Linked DNA regions of Rattus norvegicus: region 2 is linked to region 1. A link is a contact called in public HiChIP or PLAC-seq data. All regions are on one chromosome and are shown on one strand. Each heading gives the region's core, a stretch centred on a gene start, on an enhancer-like site or on the middle of the called end of the contact. The rest is flanking DNA. Distances are from core to core; before and after follow the strand shown.

Region 1 (3,749 bases), core at 505-3,004:
GGGAAATGACCATGTGACCTATCTGTGGCACACAGCAAGGCAGCCTCCTAGCACCGCAGGGCTTGAGCCTTCTTCTCCAGACATCCTACCACCCGGATGCCACTTAAGGAACAAAATGTATCACTCGCTGACCCTCAATTAAAACCCTGTTTGTTTTTAACCAGGGAAACAAGATGTTCCTGGGGTTCACTCGGAACTGTTCTGGCCCAATTCACCCCACTTCCCATCTCTCTGGGTAGGCACTCATCCTAGGGGACTGGCCCAGGGCGCAGAGGTACCTACGAAAGCCTCCTCTCCTTGGGGTGCTAGGACTAGGTTCCCAAGACTGTAGGAATTCAGTATCAACCCTAAAGCAGGCCATCTGAGGAAACAGATGAATGCCAACATAGAATTGGCTATGTTAATGACCATCTGTGAGGCAAATGGGGACCTTGGTCCAGGGTCAAGATTAATAGGCAGTAGAGGAATGAGTAGTGTCAGTCTAGAGACGGGAGACCTAGGACCAAAACAAGGCCTTACTTCTGAGACTTACTGTGTGTCATCATCAGTTTTTCCCATACAGGCGGATCAGACTACTGCAAGCCCCTTCTAGCTGTGGCACTTTTCTGGGTCCTGGAGTGGGCCCTAGAGGATATCCTACACAAGCAACGCTCACAACGCTAACTGAACAGGGAGACACAAAGGCCCATCCTGGAAAACAGGTGCCCAAGTTTTGCCTGCCATTTCCCTGTCCTCCTGCCTGTGACACAGCCAACTCTTGAAAGACCTGGGCCCACTCCTGATCCCCAGCTGGCACCATGGGAATGCCATGTAGACAGACAGGGCCACACAATGTCTCTATCCACCACTTGGCACAACCCCAAAGCCACCTCAACCCTCAGAACAGAGTGGGTGATCTTCAGAAACGCAGGGATAGCCACGGGAGGGTGCAAGCCACCTGACTACCTCATGGTAAGTTGGGCTTTGCCCAGTTAGGAACTGCTGCCAGGGCAGAACAGATTTGATCTTCAAGTGTCCTTGCCCAGTGGGCAGCTGCAGTGGGTGGAGGATCACCAGTTGGGGAGCTCCTCTTGTTAGCACCTCCTACTCAAGGAGCCCCCTTCCCGCCAGCCTAGGCATTTCTCCCTTGCTCTGTTCAAAAGTACCCCACCCTTCGTGCACAGCACAGGTCTTCCGGATGACTGAATCTCTTTAGCATTCCCAGCACCATGTCCCCTGTTTACTCCTGGCCGCCCACTCTCAGTGGCCGAGATCCCCCACTAACTCTCTCATGCGGTCCTATACCTTCACTGCCTCTTACTCTCCACGATCCTTCGCAACGCTTTCTCCGCGCCCCCATTCTTAGTTAACTGTGAAGGGGCACTCTTAACTCTTTGTGGGCAGCCAAGCTTGCCTGGCTGTTTACCCATTCCTGTCCATACTCTTCCAAGCCAACCCTCCTGTCACCCAGGACCTCTTCCTCGGACGTTAACCTCTCATTGCCAGGGTCTCCTTCCCCGCGCCCACCGTCCCCGGTGCCCGCCTACGCCGACTCCGTACCGAAGTCTAGAAACTGCTTCATGGACAGCGGGGACGGGGAGAACTTGCTGAAGTGCTCGATGTACTTGGGCGCCCCTGCCAGGGACGCATTCTTCAACAGCGCCCGGAACCAGCGCATGGCGACGACGCCTGCGGCTCGGGCTTGGCTCCCGCTGCTGTCCCGGAGCTGGAGGTGCTGGCACCGGCCCTCCGCACGGCCAAGCACAGCCGGGAGACCAGCTTCGGCCGCCTCCTCCCTACCCTTGCCCTGGCGGTGCCTCCAACGTCTAGCCAATCGGCTTGTCCCGGCGCCTCGACGTCGCCAATGGTCGCGCACAAACAACTCCAGGAGAGCCAATAGCCTTGCGCTTCGACACGTGGCTCTCCTCGGGGCCCACCCCCTTAACCGTGAAGGTGCTGGAGACGGCCTGTTGTTTTCCTGGGTTATGCTAAAGTCCCGCCTCCTGTCGCCAACTACCATAGACCTCTTAGGGGCGAGTCCTGGGTTAACCCCTTCTTCCCCAGAGCCCCGCTAAGCACTTCGTTTGACCTACTCTTGCTTTTCCCTGGTTCATTCCCTGTCTCCTTTAACCCTCCCTTCCCTGCCTTGTCCCTTTCCTAAAGGCATCTGTTTGACCTGACAACCTGCTTACCTGTTCTGCCATAGGGGCTCATAGTGGTTTCTCACTCCTATGATGGACCCTGAATGAACACTTGTAAAATCTGGAACCAGGATGCAAGCTTATAATAAGCTATCCTATATGCGTGCAACCCGCTGACTTCCATAATATACTAGAGGCCCAGGAAAAGGTGGCGTTTTCTTTTTTCTTTTCTCTTCTTTTCTTTCCTTTTCTTTTTGTTCCTCGTGAAAAACATCCAAAAATTAGGGTGGGAGTGTAGTTCAGAGGGCGTGGCACCTGTTCAGTGAGCATGAAGCCCTGTATTGATCTTCGGTTCTTGAAAAACAACAACAAAAACAGCCGGAGCTAAACCCCTCAGGACTGGCAGAGGCGGAGGCATGAGCTAATTTTAGGAAGTTCCATTTCATTATTACCTAGTTCGTTTGACTGAGTATAAAACCTTGCGCGTCTTACACAACCACCTGAGAAGGCAACCTTCTGTGCACCTAGCCTAAGATGACAACTGTCTGTGCCTCTGGCTTCCTTATTTATTGCAAGTCCCCAGGAGCTAAGGCATCTTACAAGCTTGGGAGCCTAGCCCACTCTTTCTAGCAGGTCCCTGCCTCCTTCCTGCGAAATGTCATGCGCCCTCTTTTGGTAAAACTTGGTATGTTCCCCACTCTCTGGGCTTTCAAAGATTTCTTGGGTTTTTTTTTTTTTTTTTTTTTTTTTAACTATTGGTTATTCAGTGGTTTACCGGCCTTTACCACATCCCCGCGAAGCACAGGCAGGGTCAAGGCTTGGCTTAGTAGAGCCTGGTGCTGCTCTTGGAGGCTAAGGCAGGAGGAGTTCTGGGAGTTCTGTTCAAGGCCTGCCTGAGGTAATGTGAGTTCAAGTACAGCCTGAGTACTTTAATAAGCTCTTTTCTCAAAAAGGGAGAGGAGGTGGGGTTGGGCTGGTAGTAACTCAATGAATGTTTTCCTAGAATGTGCAAGACTATAGGTTTGATCCCCAATCACAACACACACACACACACACACACACACACACACTGCAAGTTATAACAGAATATAACTGTAACCACAAAACAAGAACTCACCATGGAAGGCATAATGCTGTGTGCTAGGCACTGTTTGCCTGGATTATTATATATTTTCCTCCCTCTTATAGACAGGAAAATAGAGTTGGCAAGCACTCTCTACTACAAACCTGACCTTGTTGGTTCCCTACTCAGAGCCTTAAAAAAAAAAATATTGGTATATCTTTAATCCCAGGCAGAGGTAGGAAGGTCTCAGAGTTCAAGGCCAGTCTGGTCTACAGAGTGAGTTCCAGGACAGCCAGGGCTACACAGAGAAACCCTGTCTTTAAAATAATAATAATAATAATAATAATAATAATAATAATAATAATAATAATAATAATAATAAATTTTTAAAAAGGAGCTACAATCTGTATGTACGTGTACCCGAGTGAGTCTTTGTATACCACAAGCATGCAGGTTAGAGGGCATCTGATTGCCTGGGATTGGAGTTATGGGTGGTTATGAGCTGCCTGATGGAGATGTTGAGAGCACAGCCCAGGTCCTATGCAAGAGTACACTAAGTACTCTTA
Region 2 (3,933 bases), core at 1,348-3,847, 270 kb after region 1:
TTTTAAAAATTAGATTATTTTTACTCTATACGTATGAAAGTTTTGCCTGTGTATCACATACATGCCCTCAGGTCCAGGGAGGTTGTCAAATCACCGGGAACTGGAGTCATAAGTGGTTGTGAGGCACCATGTGGGTGCTTGAAACCCAGGTCCTCTGCAAGAGCAACAAGTACGCTGAACCTCTGAATAATCTGAGACCCCACATGCCAGGCTCTTAGAAACTCACACCACACCCTATCATAACTGTCAGCCTCCTGAGGCGTGATTAGCTATGGAGGTTAACTTTTTTAAAAAAAAGATTTATTTATTTAATGTATATGAGTACACTGTGGCTGTCTTCAGACACACCAGAAGAGGGCATCAGATCCCATTACATGTGGTTGCTGGGATTTGAACTCAAAACCTCTGGAAGAGCAGACAGTGCTCTTAACCGCTGGCTGAGCCATCTCTCCAGCCCCTATAGATTACCTGTATCAATTAAGCACTTACACTTATCCTTTTCTACGCCAGAAAAAGAATATTTGCTGCAATCACAACCCCTCAACCTCAGTCCTAATATTCTTGGCAGAGGACAGGAGTGGGATGGATGCACTAAGGACTGAAGTCAGGGCTTCGTAGCACTAACCACGCCCACTGAGCTACAGCCTAGCTCCAGGTCCCAACCCTTTACTCTTTAAAGAATAAGTTGCCTCGGGCCAAGTATGTTTGGGAGTTACTAGATTCTTACAAAGAACACAACCGGTGAGTAACGCCCCACACTAAAAACATTAATTAATATTTCTACAGCAAACAGAAATTTAATGTCACACTAACATGAGACATAAAAAACCTAAATAACCTAAGGCTAGTTTAGGAAAGATTTGCATCCAACAAGTTACTAACATAGTTACATTTTGTTTTTGTTGTTATTTTTGAGATAGGATCTTGCTATTTAGCTCAGGCTGGTCTGGAATTTATTATATAGCCTAGGTTTGCCTTAAGCTCATGATGAGCCCCCACCCCCAGCCTCTAGGGGGCCAGGACTACAGATCTGTACCACTACATCCAGCAAGAACTTACATTTGTTTTCTTCTTTTTGAGACAGGACCTCCCAGGACATAGACCATATGTACCCCAAACTACAGAGATCCACCTCCCAAGTGTTGGAACTAAAGGCTTGTCCATTAACATCCAGTAAGTATTTCCATTTTCCATGTTGACATTTGGAAACTTGGAAAAGGAGACTAGACCGTTCCAACATACCAGTATGTCTCCTGCATTTGGTGTGCCTCAATATAAATAAACACTACCTGTCAACTCTGGTCATTGTAAGAGACATTAATGTAAATATTTAACTTGGAAAACTTCCACGAAGAGTGAGCTCTGCAGAAATACGAATACCAACCATCTATCCATCCAACTATTTCATTCAAAATCTGACCACAAGTAGAGGCACCAGAGCCACAGAATGTCACTAAAAGGCTAACTTTAAGGTACTCTCAGCCAAAGGCCTAGATACCTGTCCATTACCTCCTATCAATTCTGCCTTGCTCAACCCTGAAAGTCGGCTCTTTACTTTTATTTCCCAAACTGCTTACAGTGTATACAATTTCAAGCAGAGACTGTACTGCGCTTTCTATGGTTACTTCTCTGTGTTCTCCACTGAACGGCGAAAACCCTTTAAACCAGTCATCACATATAATCTTCGAATCTCTAGCAACTAGCATGTAGCACTGCTCTCTGCATTTTACAACTAAACATATGGGACAAATGTCATCCAGTTCACCAAACGTTTACTGACCAGGAAATGTCAAACTGAACAAATACGTGGAAGACGTTGTCTGAGATGCAACAGGCCTGCGAGCTATCCCTTGGGGATGGGCGCTGGCTAATCACCCATCCTCTGCTTTGTTGCACCCCCCACCTGGAAAGAAAAGTAGTCTTCCCAACTCGCCTTTACACCTATCGCCATCTCTATCCGGAAGGGCGGGGCGTCGGTCGACCCAATCCAGGCCTTGCTAAGCCGCACCCGCCACAAGAACAGACTGCGAAGCTGGGCCAATAAAGAGAAGAGAGAGCATTCGCCACAGCCAGTCGGAGAGTACCGGAGCCAGACACAGACACCGCCCACGCACGCGGGGAGGTGACCGTTGGGCCCAAACAGGCGGCGTCACCATCCAATCAATATGCTTCTAGGCGTTTCCGCGACCAATTAACAAGACCGCCTCCGATCAGGGAAAGCAGAGGGCGGGAATAGTTACAGGCATAGGCCGAGGCCAGGGTCGGGCCCACATTTTTCCGTCTGGTACCGAGAGGAGACAGGTTGGCTAGGCTAGGTTCGAGGGAACAGAAAGTTGGAACCCAACCACTGCGAGGCGTGGCCAACCGCGTCACATTGCTCAATCGACTCCCCTTAGAAGCCCGCCATCCCTTCTCTGCCATTTCTCACCTTCCTTCGCGGCATTGCCGGCGGCTGCAGCCCGACGGTCCCGATTCGGGCGGCGGCAGCACCAGCAGGAACGGGGGCTCCGGCGGGCTCCGTGGCGGCCTCTGTAACAGTTCCAAACGCTGCGGACGATCCCAAGTGCCTCCTGCCTCTCAGCGTCTAGAGCCTTCTGCGCAGGCGCCGCGGGCTGGAAGCGCCTTTTCCTTCACTTCCGGCTGAGGCTTGCGTCACCTGACCTTTAAGCCAGTGAGAATACAAGGAAGTTCGAAACTTGTACTGAGGCTAGTCAGCGCCATTTTGGAATTGGGCAGGAGACGACACCAATTGTGAAACCTTGGACTAGACATTTCTAGATAGGAATGCGGCATCCGTTGTGGAATTAGGTAGCCATGATTGTTTGGGGCAGAAGTCTGGCAGTTGAAGGTAATCGTTTTCATCTTTACGTTGGGCAAACTCCCTTCCTGGTCGTTTTAATTTGCAGCGTGGAAGGAGGAAAACCCCAGAATCCATCAGGTTGTCGAGCTTTAACCCTTTCATTTCCTAGTCGGTCAAAAGTCGTTTCCGTTTATCATGTGAACTTAGAGCTGGCTAGAGATATTTTTGCACAAGGAACTGTTGTAAGAGCTACTCTGTGTTCCGGAGTGGTGTGAATGGGGCTTGAATAAAGGATTGACAGGGTTATATCAGTCTGGAAGTGCAGTAGGGGACACATTGTCCTTATATTAAGAGAACAGCTAGTAAGTTACGTCCATGTTACAGGATGGTGCAGAGCCATTCTCCGAATGCCGTAGCTCCAAAGAATTCCCAATTTAGCTCTGCTGTGAAACGCCCCCGACTTATCAGTACTCTGGTTTGAGAGCTTCGGGTGGCCCGGAGAGGGGCCCAGGGCGTGATCTGAATATGAGGGTGCTGTCCCCATTCAGCCCTTGTAACCTCTGTAGTACAAATGCAGGAGCCAAGAATTGGGTGGAGAGAGAAATAGTATTTTGAAAGGCACTGGAAAGGGAGTGGGTATTTAAGTAATAATAAAAGGGCTTAAGAAGGAGAAATTAAGAGTGAAAGAAGAGCTGTACGAAAAGCTTGGAACCAGGCAGGGTGGTACATGCTTTGTGAAGCCGGCAGAACCAAATCTTGACCTTAAGGCCAACCTGGTCAACACAGCGAGTTCCCGGCTAGATCCTGTCTCGAAAAAGAGAGGTCTGTTAAGTGGTTACAGGCCTTGAAGTTAATTAACATCAGGGGACTTGAGAGAACCAAGGTGGACCAAGAGTGACTTGCTGGGATCAAGACAACCTTAGTTACCAAGATAGGATTCTGGTTCCAGATTTATTTGTCTGTGTGTGTGTCATGACCAGTGAATGCTCAGAGGACAACTTTGGAGAGTAGATTCCTAACTTCCACCTTCATGGGATCTCAGGGATCAAACTCAGGTCACCAGGCTTGTTGACAGATCAAGTGCTTTTATCCACTAAGTCACCACAGACCCCTATCAGAATTTCAATCTGAGG

The links. HiChIP or PLAC-seq counts read pairs in DNA pulled down with a chosen protein or histone mark.
Region 2: an H3K27ac HiChIP or PLAC-seq map of oligodendrocytes shows a contact between it and region 1, with 6 times the contacts expected there. The contact joins the promoter of Kat7 here to the promoter of Pdk2 in region 1. A contact is called at or near these places in 1 of 12 Hi-C or Micro-C datasets (frontal cortex) and 1 of 1 datasets of contacts at active chromatin or transcription factors (oligodendrocytes).

What each region holds. Positions count from the first base shown.
Region 1 is chr10:80,482,158-80,485,906 of GRCr8, forward strand. Pdk2 (pyruvate dehydrogenase kinase 2) reads right to left here and starts at 1,755. Exons shown (of 11, transcript NM_030872.2): 1 at 1,540-1,755. The coding sequence starts at 1,657. LOC120095177 (a long non-coding RNA gene) reads left to right here. Exons shown (of 2, transcript XR_005490425.2): 1 at 1-235; 2 at 549-1,718.
Region 2 is chr10:80,749,790-80,753,722 of GRCr8, forward strand. It overlaps Kat7 (lysine acetyltransferase 7), which reads right to left and starts at 2,598. Exons shown (of 15, transcript NM_001415103.1): 1 at 2,429-2,598. The coding sequence starts at 2,443. LOC102546598 (a long non-coding RNA gene) reads left to right here and starts at 2,708. Exons shown (of 3, transcript XR_001840387.3): 1 at 2,708-2,848.